2 separate regions of the Sus scrofa genome follow, and region 1 is linked to region 2. The links are chromatin contacts, called in public HiChIP or PLAC-seq maps. All regions are on one chromosome and are shown on one strand. The core of a region is the stretch at or near the end of the contact, and the rest is flanking DNA. Distances in the headings are between cores, read along the strand shown.

Region 1 (5,013 bases), core at 524-3,023, 370 kb before region 2:
TAGGAACCATGAGGTTGCAGGTTCGATCCCTGGCCTTGCTCAGTGGGTTAAGGATCAGGCATTGCTGTGAGCTATGATGTAGGTCGCAGATGCAGCTCGGATCTGGCTCTGGCTTAGGCCAGCAGCTTCAGCTCCGATTAGACCCCTAGACTTGGAATCTTCATATGCCATGGGTGAGGCCCTAGAAAAGACAAAAAGACAAAAAAAAAAAAAAAAAAAAAAAAAAAAAAGTGAGGAAGAACAGCCTGTGAGCTGAAGCTTGGCCATGACTCCAAGTCATCAGCTTACAAATGCATTTTCTTGATCCCAGCCTGCTATGTGACTTTGGGAAAGCCTCAATTTTCTCTGAGCCTCTGCTCCCCAGCTCCTTCTCCAAACTCAATTTCTAAGGGCCCTTCATATCTCAACTAATTAATACCCTCTCTGCTGCCCCAGGTGACCTTCACTTCCTCTTCCTCTCCGCAGCACCCAGCCCCTCCTGCTCAGCTCCAGCAGCTCTAGATGCTTCCTTATTCTTGGAACCTGCAGCCTCAGGCCTGCTCTGCCCTCTGACTCAGGCGGCCCTGACCTTTGGGATCTGAGCAGATGGCCTGGGTGGTTTTGCTCCGTGAACTTGTTCTGACCTTTGGCATGTCCACCTGTTCCTTTCCTCCTTCACTGCATACACCTGCCCCCAGTCCTTGGGCAGCCCAAGAAATGCAAGGAACTAGGTTTTTCAGAGAAGGTAACAGCACCCAGCAGCTTCTCGGTGATGGCCACCAAGATGGCCTGGAGAAGGCAAATGGAGACAGCTCTTCCATCCCTCCAGCCCCTCTCTTGGTAACACACCGTTCCTGCCTGGGAGTGCTCAACCCAACCCACCTATGTGGCTACATGGAGCTTAGTCCAGTCTTACTGAGGGAGATTTGTCAAAAATGTTCAGAGATACCCACTGAGGCCACTTGGCAAAACTTCCAGCATCCTCCTTCCTGGCTCACTTCAGGGATGGGGAAATCACCCCCTCCTCATCAGGTATGGTGCCCTAACAAGCTTTGAGATATTTTTCTGGAATTTGCCCTCTCTGCTGTATTGCGGTGAGGGAACAGACTAAGGAGACCTTCTCCGGCTCCCTAATGCAACTGTACTGGCCAAGAGAGCCAGATATTTTATTTTAGCTATTTTAGGGCCGCACTGGTGGCATATGGAAGTTCCCAGGCTAGGGGTCAAATGGGAGCAGGAGCTACGGCTACAGGCCCACGCCACAGCCACAGCAACGCCAGATCCAAGCAGATTCTGCGACCTACACCACAGCTCAAGGCAACACCAGATCCTTAACCCACTGAGTGAGGCCGGGAATTGAAGCCGCACCTTCAGGGATCCTAGTCGGGTTCGTTACCTGCTGAGACGGGTCGGGAACTCTGAGAGCCAGTTATTTTAATATAACCTCTTCTAAATCTTAGGACACAATGAGATAATCCCAGTTTGACTAAAATAAGGAAACTGAAGCTCAACGAGGTCAAGCGGCGGGCACAAGGTCACAGAGCTAGAAAAGTGGCGATGAATGAATGATCTGAGTGACTGAATGAAGACGTGTGACGGGCGCGTGGGGCGATGGTTCGCGGAGTGTGCTGGGTTCAGACAGTGCACAGCGCCCGCGGCCGGGGCCTCGGAGGGTTGGCCGACGCAGGCCCTCCACACCCCCAGGGCCCGGGGGAGCGCAGGCTCCCAGAGGCACGGCCGGGCTCTGCCCCCACCGCGCGGGCCGCCCCGCCCCCGCCCCGCCCCCAGCCCGCCCCGCCCGGGACCGCAGACGGCGCCCGGCGGCGGCGCGAACGGCAGCTCGGAGGGTGGCTCCGGGCTCGGTGCTCGCCGCGACTTCCCGCGCAGGGCCGAGCTGGACAAGGACCCTCCGCCTCGCTGGCGCTGGAGAATGCGGCCGCGGTCCCAGGCAGCAGCAGCGGGAAGCCCAGCACTGTGCAGGTAGGAGCTCGCCCACTCGGCGGGCGCGGAAACTTGGGCCGAGTTTGCGGGCGGCGCGTGGGGAAGGGGCGGGTGGCGCTGCCCCAGGGCGCCCCTACCGGCCGGCCCGGGGATGGAGCGCGCTGGGCCTGGGCCGAAGTGGCGTGGCTCCTGGCGGCCTCGGACCCTCGGCGGGAGCGCTGCCGGGCAGGGGTCGCGCCGCTGCTCCGACTTTCCCCGGAGTTCGAGGCCCCTGGAGCAGGTAGCGTCGTGGAGCTCCGGCGGGGCCCTAGCGCCTGATCTAGTGCGGGGCTGGCTAAGTGAAGCTCAGGCCGAGCCCCCGGGCCTCCTGCGGGGCCCGGCTCACGTGGACTACGCGGGCGGAGAGGAGAGGCCGGCGGGGGGCTGGCCTGGGGGGCCGCAGGCACTAAGGCTCCGCGGGGCTCTGGACGCGCCCTGCTGGGACGCGACGGCCCTGCGGTTTCCTCGCTACGGCTTGACTCACTCTCTGGCCGCAGCCCAGGCTGGCGAGATCGCCCCGAGGCGGTGGCTGCCCGGTCTCTGCAGCCAGGCCGCCCCCCTGCCCCGATCCTCTCACCAGTCTTTGGGTGTCGGTCCGTGGGGCCCGGTGCGCTGTCCTGCCTGCGTGCACACGTGTGCGGGGGCCCGAGTGAGGGGAGAACGCAGTTCTGGCGGGCCGTTTGTGCAGATATGGATCAGGCACGTACTTGCAGGCACGGGTTTGCATGGGTGGCGGAGGCCTGTGTGTCGTCCTCCTGGGGTGCACGTGCGCCCCAGCGCCGCCAGGCAGGGCATGAGGACACCCGGAAGCTGGCGGGGTCGGGTGCAGCGGTAGCCCCAAAGCCAGGTCGGCTGAGGGCCCCAGGCACAGAGTTATGGGCCAGGCAGGTAGAGGAAAGGGGCTGGAGCCCATCCCACGACCCTTCCCCCTCCCCTGGAGCCTGGGCTGCCCCTAGGTACGGTTGGAGCGGTGGCAGGGCCCAGAGCCTCAGCTGCGGGGAGGTGTAAGAACATGGAAAGGGGGCCTAGTTCAGCCTGCTAAGAGAGTCCAGGCGCTGGCCACAGCTGGGCAAGATCCCTCTCTTCTTCCTGCTTTTGCCCGATGTCCTCCTGGAGACCCCTTAAAAGGTGGAAGAGGCAATGGGGCCACAGAACTGTTTACTCCCCCTGCTGCTTAGGGCAGGGATGGCACAGCTTTGGTGGGGTCTTCTGGACCCTGCCAGAGGTTGGTCCTCCCAGACCAGCTCTAACCTCAACCAGCAAGTAGCTCAGTGGCCGAAAGTGTGATGTGACCCCTGCTCCCTGGGGTCCTGCCCTTCCCCAAACAATTGCTTGCCTTTTTGTGTATGCATCAGTGTCAGGGAAGGAGGCCCCTACACTTTGGCTACCTTCTTGAACCTGGAGGGGCCTTGCTTGAGGGCATATATACTGGGCTCTCCATCCCCTACTGGCATAGTCCATACCCTTCATAGTCCTCTGCTGTCTCCCTAGAGCCCCTGTCTCTCCTCCAAAGACTCTCGAGGGTCCCAAATGGCCTCACCTTTATTGATTGGGTCCCAAGGGGGTGTCTCAGGAAGTCTCCCGGGCAAAGGGCACGCAATGGGCAGAGCCCAGAAGAGAAGGGGGTGGGTATGGAGCAGGCCCCAAGGAGTATGCAGAGGAGGTGAGACTAGAGCCAGCACTTAATTAATCCAGAGGCCCCCAAGGGCAGGGGGGCTCAGCACCTCCAAAACCATACAACCTCTGCAAAGTTGCTGTGCAGTGTGAGGCAGGGGAGGGGGGGTTCCTTTTGGCTGCAGAACCTTGTCATAGGGCACTGCTATCAGTATTGTTGCCCTAATGTCCTTCTCTGTCTTCTCCGAAGCATCCGCTTCTCCAGGCTGTCTGAGGTGTTGAAGGATTCTGGCCAGGAGATGAACCATCTTTTTTTCTGAGAGTGCTGCCTGGCTTCCTTGGTGCACTGAGGCTGGGTTGAGGGTGGGCATTGCCCCTATACTACCTTCGGCTTTTCCCATCCCCCCAAATGTGCCAGTCTAACTCTGAACCTGTAGTTGTCATAGCCACCAGGCCGAAGGAAGGAGAGGGCTGAGAGAGGGGGCTGGTCTTGGCGGATTTGTGAGAGAAACCTGTGACACCTGGCCCATGGCCTAATCATAGCCAGATTGAACTGTTTCATCCTTTCTTAAGCCACCTGAGGGTTTCGGGGAACAGGGCATTGGGGAGGTAGAAGCAGGTCAATGTGACCCTAGTAGACTGGCCTCAGATGACCCCTCCTGGGGCACTGGCTGCCTTGAGGAAACCCACACTTGACCTCTCTGGCCCGGGGTCCCAGTCCTCGCCTGGCCTTGCTTGAGGACCTTAGTCTTTCTCTGGCACAGTTTTCCCATCAGTACAATGGGGGTCGTTGCCAGCTAGCACTTTGTGACCCTTGGAAGCTCCCTGCCCTGGACTTTTACATCCTCCTACCTCCCTGCCTGCTCCATGGTTCTTTGCTGCCCTCATGTGCCTTGGAATAGCCGCAGCTTAGAGGCCGGGATGGACACAGGCTCTCCCCTGCCCTGCACACATGGCAGCTTCCTGTTGGTGCCACAGCACCACCTGCCGGACAGCCTTTGCTTTCCTGCTGGCAGTGGGTAGGGTAGAGCCTGTAGGAAGGGTTGCTCTGGGCCAACTCTCCTGGGGGACCGCCCTCTAAATCTAAACCAAGTATGTGTGTCCTTCTGGGCCTAGGGACCTGGTTTCCAGGCCTAGTTCTGGCTTTTGATGAGACTGGCAGGTTAGGGGTTCCTGTTGTGGCTCAGCAGGTTAAGAACCCAACATAGTGTCCATGAAGATGCAGATTCGATCCCTGGCCTTAGTGAGTTCAGGATCTGGCATTGCTGCAAGCTGCGGTGTAGGTCGTAGATGTCCCCTTGGATCTGGCGCTGCCATGGCTATGGCTCCCATTAGACCCCTAGTCTGGAAACTTCCGTATGGGTATGGCTGTAAAAAAAAAAAAGACAAACAAAAAAGACTGGCAGGTCAGAAAGTGAGAGCTAGAGTATCAGAGGAAAT
Region 2 (5,264 bases), core at 52-2,551:
TAATACCTGGGCTTCTGGGCTTTGTATTTCATAAGCCTTTATTCTGTCAAATGCCAGTTCTGCATAGGGATTTAGATCTACTCTGCGCCAATGAAATTAGGTCTTGGAGCCAGAGGCCTGCATATCATATCTTTCAAAACAGTCAAATTTAGGGAGTTCCCGTCATGGCTCAGTGGTTAATGAACCAGACTAGTATCCATGAGGATTCAGGTTTGATCTCTAGCCTTGCTCAGTGGGTTAAGGATCTGGCGTTGTCATGAGCTGTGGTGTAGGTTGCAGATAAGTTTCAGATCCCACGTTGCTGTGGCTGTGGTGTAGGCCGCCAGCTACAGCTCCCATTCGTCCCCTAGCCTGGGAACCTCTGTATGCCATGAGCGCAGCCCTAAAAAGACAAACAGACGAAAAACAGCCAAATTTACCTAACTTTATAGCACTACCTTGTGGCAGTCAATCTGCAATTGGGAAGAATAATGAGGGGGAGGGAAGTTCTAGTTATATAGCCAGGAAGGGGAATATGGGCTGAAGCCTTTGCCTCATCTTAAGCACCTCCTCCTTTAGGAAGCCTTCCTTGATCCCCATGCTCAACCCAGGCTGGAATCGGTGCCCTCCCATTCCCACTTCAGGGCATTGGTCACACTGATGGAGGAATATCTCTTTACTTATCCTGACTCACCTGAGCTTCTGGTAGGTAAAGACAACGTCTTACTTGTCTTTGAAGCCCAGGGGGATTGGTACTGAATATTCAGTTAATATTTCCTTGAATGCATGACTCAATGAATGAGACAGAGACAGAATGAATGAATTAATGAAGGACAAGAGGGTGGACTGTAAACTATCCAGGGCAGGAACCCCGACTGCATTGCCGTACTCTAATCCCCAGTGCCCAGCACAATGCCTGTCAGAATCAGTGAGCAAGGTCAAGCCCCCTTTACCTCTCCCCAGAACCCGACCCCGACCACCCCTCTCTCTTCGCGGCTGCTGGCCAAGACAGAACATCGTGACTCCGCAGCCGCAGCCGTACAAAGCAACAAGAACCGGGCTGTGCCTGGGCTTGTTCCCCATCGCTACATACAAGGGATTTTGTCTCCCCTGCTGAAGGAATTCGCCCAGGATAGGGGTGCCCCTGGCTCTGTCTAGCTAGGGTACCTAGGACCTGCAGAGACCAGTATCTCAGCCGGTTCAGGCTTGGGCTTCGGCTTCTTCCATGAGGGCGCCTCTGGCGATGGGACCCCCTCCAGAGAACAATCCCCAGGCGGCGCCACTGCGGTGCCGCGTCCCGCCGGAGCGGGGGGTGGGGGACAGAGGAGTGGGAGGTGGCGTCTGCGGCTTTCCGCACATCCTCTCTCCCAGGTTCCAACTCTGGCGCACACCTTGGAGCACCGCACTCTAAAAACTTTAGGAGTTTTCCCTCACTTGCGTCATGGAAAAGGCTGGAGGGTGACGGAGCCCGGGAGGCGAGGCGGCGGCTGGAGAGCTCCCCCGCGCGGCGCTTAAGCCTCTCCGGGCGAGAGGTGTCTCCCAGCGGGGCCAGATGGGCAGAGGGGTGCGGCTGCCCTAGGGGCTGGCCCTGGAGGCTTGCGGGCCCCCTAGTTCCAGTGGTCTCCTCGCTCGCGTATCCCGATCTCGGCGCGAGGGAGTGAAGGCGACGGCCAAAAAGAAAAGCTAAAAGTAGGCGGGAGCCGAGCTCTTGCGCCCCAGGCCCGCGGGAGGGCGGAGCCGGGCCGTCCTTGGCCAGCCAGGACGCACGGAAGTGCAGTGGAGTTTGCCCAATTCCCCAGCCTGCTTTTCCTTCTCTCTCCCTGTCCCCACCCCTCACCTCCCCCCCACCCCCACTCCGCTGTTCCCTCCTTCCTTGGGACGCCACCTCCCGGAATTGCCTTTTTTTGTTGTTTTGGAGCTGGCTTCTCTCTGGCGGCGCAGAGTGGCTGCGAACGCTGGAGAAGAAGGAGGGCTGGGGGCGCAGCCCGCCACCCACCGGCGCCCACCCGCCACCGGCCAACCGCCCACCGGCGGAACCCCGCGGGGTAGAGCAGAGGACCGACGGTCAGACGCCCGGGCGGGCTATCTGCACTTCGGAGCTGACTCGCCAAACTCCCTGTTGAGTGTTTGTGTGTACGCGAGGGGCGGGGGGTCTACGCGCCGGGGCCGGTTACCGCTGGGGTTACCTTTGGACGAGGGTCCTTGGACTCAGATCAGGGTCAGACTCAGGCTCAGAAACTGCTGAGGAATTAAACAAACAAAAGAGGCCACTCAGCTAGTGGCCAGAAGTCGCCTGAGCGCCTCGTCGCGTCCCCTTCTTCCCCGGGGAGGGGGCTGGCCACTTGGGGGCGGGGAGAGGACAACCGAGCGGGCTGGGGGCTGGGGGCGCGGCGGGCCGCCGGGGTCGAGGAGTTGGCGGCCTGTTGTGTAAGCCTCGGTCCTTGTTTTCCCGGCCTGGCTCGTTGTGAAGCCGGACACATCCACCCTTGGATTCGATTCAGGAGGCTGCTGCTTTTCTCCTTGCCCCTCTTGGATTTTCTGGATTTTTGAAAACCCAGTGGCCCAGGAAGAGGAGGAGGAAGGAGGAAGGGGCAGATCTGCGGAGGAATTTGAGAGCCTCCCGGGGCCTGAAGAGCCAGAAGGAGCTGGGAGCCAGCGCTGCCGCCGGGTTTCTGGGACGGTGGTTTCCAAGTGATTCTCTTCTATTTTAGAACACGTTCCAGTGGAAAGTGTCGAATTCTTGCCCTTTCAGAGCCGATTTCTCGAGTCACTTGACTTTTCTTCTGACTGTGGGAGGAGGAGAGACTCCCCCTCAGGGGCTGCGGAAGGAAGGGAGGAAGACTGTGGACATGAACCCTCCCTGCTCACAGGCATGTGCGGGGAGACCTGGTAGGTCGGTTTCTGACCTGTGGATATTGCTTTGAAGAGAGTGAGGCTGACACCATCTGTGGATACCGAGAACACCCCCCCCCCCAGGGGCGGAGAGTCCAAGGGCTGTGGCAGGCCTCTGCTTGCTGGTGCATCCTTGGACACCCTAGCAAGTGTCTCTCTCCAGTTTTGGGCAGGACCCTCTCCTCGTCTTTCTGTTCCACTGACCCAGCCATGGCACTAAAAGGCCGAGCCCTCTATGACTTCCGCAGTGAGAACAAAGAGGAGATCAGCATCCAGCAGGATGAGGACCTGGTCATCTTCAGCGAGACCTCCCTGGATGGCTGGCTGCAGGGCCAGAACAGCCGCGGTGAGACAGGGCTCTTCCCTGCCTCTTACGTGGAGATCATCCGTTCTGGCACGAGTGCCAACCATGCTGACTACTCTAGCAGCCCTGCAGGCTCTCTGGGCACTGAGGTGAGCTTGTATGACAGCTCCAGTGTGGCCAACCCTTCCAGGAGTGCTGGGGGCAGTGGCTTCCTCTCAAACCAGGGCAGCTTTGAGGAGGACGATGATGATGACTGGGATGACTGGGATGATGGCTGCACAGTGGTAGAGGAGCCACGGGCTGGTGGGCTGGGCACCAATGGGCACCCCCCACTCAACCTCTCCTACCCTGGTGCATACCCCAGCCAACATATGGCCTTTCGGCCAAAGCCACCCCTCGAGCGGCAGGACAGCTTGGCATCTGCCAAGCGAGGCAGCGTGGTGGGGCGCAACCTCAATCGCTTCTCGTGCTTCGTGCGCTCTGGCGTGGAGGCCTTCATCCTGGGTGATGTGCCCATGATGGCCAAGATCGCAGAGACATACTCCATTGAAATGGGCCCTCGAGGCCCCCAGTGGAAGGCCAACCCCCACCCATTTGCCTGCTCGGTAGAGGACCCCACCAAACAGACCAAATTCAAGGGCATCAAAAGCTACATCTCCTACAAGCTCACACCCACCCACGCCGGCTCACCTGTCTACAGGCGTTACAAACACTTTGACTGGCTCTATAACCGCCTGTTGCACAAGTTCACTGTCATCTCGGTGCCCCACTTGCCAGAGAAGCAGGCCACAGGCCGCTTTGAGGAGGACTTCATTGAGAAACGGAAACGGCGGCTCATCCTCTGGATGGACCACATGACCAGCCACCCTGTGCTATCCCAGTACGAGGGCTTCCAGCATTTCCTCAGCTGCCTGGATGACAAGCAGTGGAAGATGGGCAAACGCCGGGCCGAGAAGGACGAGATGGTGGGTGCCAGCTTCCTGCTCACCTTCCAGATCCCCACGGAGCACCAGGACCTGCAGGATGTGGAGGACCGGGTGGACACCTTCAAAGCCTTCAGCAAGAAGATGGACGACAGCGTCCTGCAGCTCAGCACCATAGCATCGGAGCTGGTGCGCAAGCATGTGGGGGGCTTCCGCAAGGAATTCCAGAAGCTGGGCAATGCCTTTCAGGCCATCAGCCATGCCTTCCAGATGGATCCCCCCTTCAGCTCTGAGGCCCTCAACAGCGCCATTTCTCACACGGGCCGTACCTATGAAGCTGTTGGTGAGATGTTTGCTGAGCAGCCCAAGAACGACCTCTTCCAGATGCTCGACACGCTTTCTCTCTACCAGGGCCTGCTCTCCAACTTCCCCGACATCATCCACCTGCAGAAAGGTAAGAGCTGGTGCAGGCTGGAGCCCCTGACAGCATCTCCACTCTGCCGGGCACTAGTGGTGTGAGGATGGCCTAGGTGGAGCACAGCAGTGCAGTCGGTCTTTCTGTCTTTGTCTCATTCATTTATTCAACAGGTGTGTTGAGTGCCTACCAGGGGGCAGGTGCTATTCTAGGTTCAGGGGTGTTATTATGGACAGGTCTGATCCCTGTCCTCATGGAGCTCATGGCTCACCTTCTTCATTCATTCATTCATTCATTCATTTGTTTTCTCTGTTTCCTGATAAACTGAGCCCTTCAGGTTCAGGCTGGGTTCTGGGAGTACGGAGCTCTGTGCCCTTGAAGAGCCCACAGGCTCATGGGGGACATGGACACAGACCCAGATAACGAGAGTACAGAATGTAGCTGGTCTTCCCGCTCCTCACAAGCTTGCCTCCCTGCCTTTGCCTCTTCAGAGCCTGTTCTCAGTGCTGCACACCCTATCTGTGAGCTGCCTATCTGTGTTCAGGAGGGTGGCTTCCCCCATTTTGCAGGTGAAGAAGCTGTGTCCACAGAAGGGTGGTTGTACAGGGAGTCCATGGCCCAGCTGGGACTGTCCCTTCCTCCTGCGCCTCCCCAAAGACACATCCATATTGGCTACCTCCCAAGCCCAGCTATGTGTTGAGTTCTCACGGCCCCCTCCCTAGGGGAGGAACAGGAAGGGTCCCTGTTACTG

The links. HiChIP or PLAC-seq counts read pairs in DNA pulled down with a chosen protein or histone mark.
Region 1: a contact with region 2 is called in an H3K27ac HiChIP or PLAC-seq map of alveolar macrophages. The contact joins the promoter of C7H15orf39 here to the promoter of SNX33 in region 2. A contact is called at or near these places in 1 of 47 Hi-C or Micro-C datasets (embryonic fibroblasts) and 2 of 2 datasets of contacts at active chromatin or transcription factors (alveolar macrophages and skeletal muscle).

The regions. Positions count from the first base shown.
Region 1 is chr7:58,386,877-58,391,889 of Sscrofa11.1, reverse strand. It overlaps C7H15orf39, which reads left to right and starts at 1,773. Exons shown (of 3, transcript XM_021099036.1): 1 at 1,773-1,959.
Region 2 is chr7:58,011,635-58,016,898 of Sscrofa11.1, reverse strand. SNX33 (sorting nexin-33) reads left to right here and starts at 1,301. Exons shown (of 2, transcript XM_001929226.7): 1 at 1,301-4,552. The coding sequence starts at 3,082.